Regions from separate parts of the Bicyclus anynana genome. Here region 1 is linked to region 2. Evidence: chromatin contacts called from public Hi-C data. All regions are on one chromosome and are shown on one strand. Each heading gives the region's core, a stretch centred on a gene start, on an enhancer-like site or on the middle of the called end of the contact. The rest is flanking DNA. Distances are from core to core; before and after follow the strand shown.

What was found. A called contact is a pair of places that touch in the nucleus more often than the background predicts.
Region 1: a Hi-C map of whole larva shows a contact between it and region 2, with 3 times the contacts expected there. The contact joins the promoter of LOC112043018 here to the enhancer-like site in region 2. A contact is called at or near these places in 2 of 2 Hi-C or Micro-C datasets (whole body and whole larva).

Annotation. Positions count from the first base shown.
Region 1 is chr1:13,117,908-13,121,670 of ilBicAnyn1.1, reverse strand. It overlaps LOC112043018 (solute carrier organic anion transporter family member 5A1), which reads left to right and starts at 1,860. Exons shown (of 17, transcript XM_052882658.1): 1 at 1,860-2,455.
Region 2 is chr1:13,053,995-13,057,818 of ilBicAnyn1.1, reverse strand. LOC112043018 (solute carrier organic anion transporter family member 5A1) reads left to right here. Exons shown (of 17, transcript XM_052882658.1): 12 at 547-748; 13 at 1,411-1,583; 14 at 2,653-2,896. Among protein-coding and RNA genes, the nearest start is that of LOC112043023, 12 kb to the right of the region's middle. Within about 2 kb of position 1,533, at least 8 of the 8 cell types and tissues checked have open chromatin away from gene starts, as enhancers often do.

The DNA of each region.
Region 1 (3,763 bases), core at 611-3,110, 64 kb before region 2:
TGAACTCTGCAACTACTGAATCGATTTGGTTGAAATTTAAAACGGAGATACATTATACCGTAGATTAACGCAAAGGCTATTTTTATCCCGAAAAATCCATGGTATTTGCGAGATTTACGAAAAACTGATGTAGTATGAATGTTTGTTACCCTTTTACGTCGTGACTATCTACTTACTAACCGAATTAGATGAATTTTAGAATTGAGATAGATTACCTGGATTAACACGTAAGCTACTTTTCGCAGATAACACTGCAGGTCGCAGCTAGTATTATAAAAACTCCGTTAGTCACATATCCCGCACGATTTCCGTGTCCGGCTGTGATCCGGATTAAAAGTAGCCTAATCCAAAATTCATCAAAATTGGTTCTGTTGGTTAGCCGTGAAAAGTGAAACAGCCGAACAGATTTATTTTCGCATTTATAATAAGTATTATTAGTATTTTTTAATTAATTCATCGATACCCTACCTAGTAAGTCCAAGCGCAAAATATGGCTTGTGTGATAGAGACCTTACAGTATGTTTAACAAATTGCGTATACTGTGTTACTGGCAGAGAATAGTACACGTACTAAACGAAATAAAATGCTCCGAGAAAATATAAGAATATTTCGTTACTTATCTACATAATGTTACACATAAAATTGTAAATTAAGCAGTAAGGAAATTACTCGTCTATTGTTCTATATCCCTGTTCATCATTCATATTATTACTATCTAACTAGCCGACGCCCCGCGGTATCACCCGCGTAGTTCCCGTTCCCGTGAAAATACGGGGATAAAATAATTATATCCTATGCCACTTACAAATAGCGTGACTAGTAGTATTAAAAATCGATGCAGTATGTTCCAGAGATTACCTCCTTTAACACCACAAACTTTACCTTAGAATATTAGTGTATATAGGCACTTATAATAAAAGAACAACATCAGTGTCTCTATTAAACAGAGAGACATATCCTACGAGTAGGTACATCAATGATTAACCCTTCCAAGAAATGATTTGTATCAACGACCATTGGTTTGTATGATAAAAGAAGAGTATACCTAGTAGCTATACGTATTTTCATACGTATAGCTACTAGGTCCATTCCTGCTAATTTCAGGATCTACTGGACGGAATAACACGTTTTTTGCTATAATTATGCCGCTTGAAAAATCAGAGATTTTCTTTCTGATTGTGTAAGTGCCGTAGATAGGGCCCTCTATGTAACCGGATGATACTGTGCTTAAGTATGGCTAATTCAGAATGCGGGTCCAAACTTCAGCTAGAAGAAGACCTTATGATGATCTATGTAACCGATGTGTCCGTCGGGCGCAGAATCATCGCGTTATGCTTCTGCATGTTGGCCCTGTAAGTTATAAGCCCCACAGGCAGAAGCAGAAGAGATGGGCGGACCGACTCTTGCGTCTTTTGATTCTGAGACTTGGACCTCGGCTTGAGGGTCGTTCCCGAGGGGCGTTTTGGCCTGAGTTTATCAGTCCTGTCGCTTCCGTGACTGTGAATGAATCCTAAGTCCGGATGACTTAAGAAATCGGGGACCTCGTTTTCTGTAAAACATGTGAAATATATGCGTGGTTTTACTTTACGATTAATGGGTAAACAATGAATCATCCCCTGTTTTCTTACGCTTAGGGTTGAACTTTGTTTTTCCAAATTTATGTAGAACCAAATTCCAAATATACCCTTTCCAATAAAAAAAGGTTTGTCATAATTGAACCACTCAGTAGAAATATAAGAGTCGAATACACTGTAATATTTGAGTCGAATTGCCTTCTCTCTCCGTTTTTTCGTCGGATAGGAACAGAAAGACGACAAAACAAACCTAGGTTTGGCAGACGAACTAAACCAACCATTTTATAATGTTATAGCGCCATCTGACAAACGCTTTATAAACAAACTCCAGAGAAACGTGAGGGTGAGAAAATATACGGCTTATACTACAGATGTCGTCACTTGGGTTGTCTTTACTTACACCACCTAGAGTAAAATAACATAAACACTTATTTAGAGTTTGTTGCATTTTATACTAGATGGCAGTAAACAACAACAGCTGTTCTCTCGTGACCGTTTGTTTTGTTTTTGTGCAGCTATGTTTACGTTTATGTCTACAGTCCAGAGACTATAGAATAGTGTCAGTCAGCGAACTGCAAAGCATAGATTATGAGTAATTGTCAAATTGTCTTTGACACTTTGTGATTTTGTCAGTCAGTGAGATTTTGCAGTGTGTTGTGTAGTGTTGATTCTAGAAAGTCTTCAATATTTGTTGAAATATTTTAATTTTAAACGAACAGATACTGTATTTTTCATCTGATTAAGTGCATCAAACAAATGTTCTTCTAATTTTTGTTTGTTTGTTTTAATAACTGTGCCATTTTAATTGTTTCGGTCACAAAGAGGTTTGGTTTTGTTAACTGTACGCACTACGCAAGGAATCTATTCTAACAGCGTTGAATGTAAGTACGCAAAACATTTTTTTTAGTCTAGATTGTTTTGTAACTTATTCGTTGGAAATATGAAACAAACGACCTACATATCTGTAAAAAATGCAACACAAATGTCATAGCAGCCGAGGTCACAATTTTGGTCAATGTAATGAAAAAAAATCATTTTATTATTGTTATAAAAACTGTAAATTGGGATCATGTTACACAATTATCGATGTGATAAATATTTCTCAATTACACAGTAATAATTATTTTATCTATCTCAGTAATAACAAAAGAGATGCAGAATAAAGCATAATAACACAAGCACAATTATGTTGCTTATAATATTATGACGACATAGCGTTCATGTAATTATGAAAATTTAGCACTATGATCTAGTTTTAGAAAGTAACACTATCTGCAATACATTCTATACACAAATGGTAATGTTAAGGTCGTAGTTGTACTAAACTGGCAAACTAACATTTACTTTTAAGTTCTTACACACCAGGAACTCCATTTTCTATTTAAATAGTCTATAAGGTCAATCAAACCTTAGTACAAATAACCATAAAATTACATACTTAAAACATGACAATAAGGTATAGACTTTTGATTATTCTGATTGTTTGACAACAATTTTTTTTGTGATATCTAAATTTCCACTCCACTACCATTATTAACAATCCATATTTGGTTCACCGTTCAAATCTCAGAATGAGAGGAATTAGGCTAATAGTCCACTCTTCTGCTTTCTATTCCTTCTTATAGCAAGCAAGCAAAGTATAATTTAAATTGTCATTTGACACATTAAATTAAAACTGGTAGTTGCATTGTGGTTAATTTTATTTCATTAGCAAGTATTATTAGTCAAAGTATAAAATTTAGTAATATTATCAGATGTGTACAATTATTTTTCTAACACCTAGGTATGTGAGCAAAAGTAATGAATTAATGCTCTGAGGGTTTTACAGAGTTTCTTGCTTGTGACATCAGTCACTCAATTAGCACAAGCCTTGGTCGCTTATGCTAATTGTGTTGTTCACAAACCTATTAATTTTCAGCATATTATATAAATGAAATAAAAGCAAGAGTAAAATATTTAACAATTAAAAGGCATTGTTTCAGTAATTTAGTTACTCTTTGGCCTATTATTTTGATATTTGCCAGACATAGGCAGCATTAACTTGGCTTTTCCCCCAGTCCCTAAGTCTTCAAACAGAACTCATGCACTTCATTTAATAGTTCCTTACATTGCTTTGGGTTACATGTCAGTATAGCAAGATCTTCTGTGAAGGCTAAGTAAGACTCAGAGTACTTATCATTAATATTAAA
Region 2 (3,824 bases), core at 284-2,783:
ATTCAAAGGCAAAATATTTCAAGTAGGTTTACTTTACAAACACTGTTGGAAGGTCTGGCTACGTAATGAATAATGATGTTATAAGTAATGTCGAAAATTTAAAATTAATGTTACAAGGGGTTGATTCGTTACGCGCTTTGATCCGAGAACAGCCCACAAAATTAGCCAGAATTTATTGGAACTAAGTACCCAATACATTGTTTACTTATCCTTTGATTAACTGTATCATACACCAACTATAGAAAGCTGTGGTAACCCAGTGGATATGACCACTGCCTCCGATTCTGGAGGGTGTAGGTTTGAATCAGGTCAATCAATTAAATATCACGTGTCTTAAACGGTGAAGGAAAACATCGTGAGGAAACCTGCATACCAGAGAATTTTCTTAATTCTCTGCGTGTGTGAAGTCTGCCAATCCGCATTGGGCCAGCGTGGTGGACTATTGGCTTAACCCCTCTCATTCTGAGATTGGAGCTCAGCAGTGAGCCGAATATGGGTTGATAATGATACCAACTATTCCATACAATCGTTCTGTTTGTGTTGTAGGTTCGATAGCCATTCCCGGCGCGTGTATCGGCATCTTCATGGGCGGGTGCCTGCTCAAGCGGCTGGAGCTGCGGCCCAAGGGCGCCGTACAGTTCGTGCTCATCTCCAACACGATCTGTCTCTCGTGCTACGCGCTTCTGTTCTTCCTCGGCTGCGACAACATCAAAATGGCCGGCACCACGATACCTTACACGAATAACAGGTCAGACATTTCTTTGATATCAAACTGGTGAGTCTACAGGCATAGTGAAACAGTGTTTGTTATTTTAACCTACCAGTAGATGGCGTTTTTATAGAACTTTGAAACAATCCCTTTTTGTAGACTTTATGAACCTTTTGCACGATGCAGTTACGCCTGAGGCTCATAGTTGGCGCTATGTTATTTTAGAAAAAAAATTACTTCAGTCGTATAGTCAAAAGCACACCTCTTTTTAATTACACGCTTTGTATTAGCTTCACTTGTAACTATGAATGTAAGAAAAACTTGGAATCTTAATTTGACCCACTTCCCGGTCTTCGATTAGGATGAAATTTTGCACACGCTCTGAGTTCTGATGATAACACATGACTAGCTGAGAAACGTCATTGCAAATCCAATATGGCTGCCTCCCCAAGATGGCGGACTGGCTGTTTGAAATCCACCCTTATGATATGGATATCAAATGAAAGGGTTTGTTGTCGGAATACGATAAAAATAGTCACGTGACTTAAATCCAATATTTATAACTTTTTTTTGTGCGTGCTAAAAAGGGGTTTTTTTAAACTACTTAAAGTTATTTTATAGTGCACTTTTTACCTATTACATATTATCTAATCGTTCTCGTAAAAGACGGATATTTAAATTGGAATGTATTTTTTACACAGTAACGTTGAGCCGTTCAAAGTGAACCTGACCGCGGCGTGCAACTTCAACTGCCTGTGCACGGAGACGGACATGGAGCCCGTGTGCGGCAACAACGGCCTCACGTACTTCTCGCCGTGCCACGCCGGCTGCGCCGCCTTCTCCTCGCCGCGCTCCAACTTCACCAACTGCGCCTGTGAGTGGGGAACTATCTATACATACTCTCAAAGTCATGGGCCTCTTGCATGGACTTCCAAACATAACGGTCTCAAACCGCCAGACGTATGCAGGCTCCTTGCATGCCGCTTGATGTCCTCGGTCCGTGGGTGGTCGACATTCTTGACACCCCTTGCCCCGTTACCACAACCGATGCTAGCCGCGAATAGCGGGGCAACCGCCCCGTGGGTAAAAATACCATAACTTGCTCTGCATTAATGTGAATCTGATTAATTTGACAGATTAACATTTACAAAAAAAAGCTAAAAACGGTTCGCCAACTCGATTCTTCGAAGTCTTACCTTGTAAGCTAAAGGAAGGTTTTTTGGAAATAACAAATTTATGTGGTAAAAATGAAGAGACCTTTTTTTTAAAAAAGGCTAAAAACGGTTTGCTAACTCGATTCTTCGAGTCTTAGAAAATGGAGAGACCTTTTCCTTAAAGGATGTTTGAAATCGTGGTATCTAATAATGAGATCAAGAAATTAGTTTTGACAATTTTTTAGTGCGACTTCCCCCGCTCTTAGATTTCCTTAATTAATCCCTATCGCAAAATCCATTCTTGGCGAACACGTACTAACTATTAACTATCTCCTGCCAAGCGGTATTCGATGTTTCGTGTTAAGTGACTTTTCGCATTTAAACAGGGTGGGTCCTAGAACTCTGGGGTTCTATACCGAAAATTAATTAAAAATGTTCATTGTTCAAGGAAGATGTGTTCTAAAATTAATATATTCGGGGTAAATAATATTCCTTTTGTAAATGAGTCTTAAAATTTGTCCCTTATACGCATTCTATTCCTATCCTACACGCATATAATTATGACGTAATAGTAAAATATAGGAGTGTGTTACTTGAGTAGTCGGAATTATTTGAATCACATTATATGAAAACATAAAAAGTTTTAATTTTTTAGTTGAAAAAATATTAGTTAAGCGATTCGGCTCCTATAAGTGGACACGTCAAAACCTTGAAGTTATGGGAAATACTCCCGACCACCCTGTATATTAAGTTATTAAGAAGGCGATTAAGAACCGTCGTTCCTTGCAGGCGTGCACGAGAACAGCCGCGAGGCGGTGGGCGTGGGCGTGGGGATGGGCGTGGGCGGCGCGTCGGCGTCGGCGCTGACGGCGGGCGCGGCGCGCGAGTACAGCGAGGTGACGGTGGTGCCGGTGGCCACGGCCGGGCCCTGCAACCCGCCCTGCACCACCATCTTCCCCTTCCTCGTGCTGCTGTTCTTCATGACCTTCATCGTCGCCGTCACTCAGATGCCCTTGCTCATGATCGTGCTCAGGTACCTACTGCTTGTGCTTCACGTTTCGTTAAATTTCTTTACGCACGCTTGACTTTGGTGATAAGCTGGTGAATGCGTTACGAAAAATGTAATCTGGCGTGGCAAACGGACATTGAGAGGGAAGAAGAAGTTATACTTTAGTCATGTGGTTATTTTTTTTAATTTAATAACACACACTCGTTTTTTTTTTTTTAATTTAATAATACTTTAATCCATATTTCCTGTTACATTTTCACAGCTAAATCACTGAACTGTTTTGGATGAAATTCGATATAGAGATAAATTGGATTTTGCAGCAGAATATATGCATTTATATATATCCGGAAATATTTCATGGTACCCGCAAGATATGTAAAAATAACGTGTGCGTCTGATAACTTAAACCTGCTGCCGTATGCGTTTGAGAAAGGGAAGCCAGACAGAGTGTCGTAGTAACGCGTTACGTTACGAAGTGGTTTATCTTCCCATACGCGAACGGAATCGCGGGCGTCCGCTAGTAATAAATGTGGGTTCTCTGTCAACACAGTACACTATATGAGCTACGTCTCATATAGTTACCTACCTGTCAGTTGTAAACATATACGTAGGTTCTATAGTTACACACAGACAAAGTTGCTAACGTTAGATAATGATGAGCTCCCGATATATCAGCCACGTCTTATTGGCTGGCTATCCCATAAACCACTTCCTTGTATGGACTACAATAGATAGTTGTAATAACATAATTATTAATACAGGTTTTGAATATCAATTTTGGTGAAGATTCATATGCAGTAACAGTACATACTGACTAATCGTGAAAGTGAGTGAGTGTGTGAGTGAAAATGTAATAAACTATCAGATAGTTTGTTATGTTTTCACATTTACTTAATAACCACCATTCTAAATCCAATATACTATGGAGGAGAGCTCCTAAAGAAGACTTGTT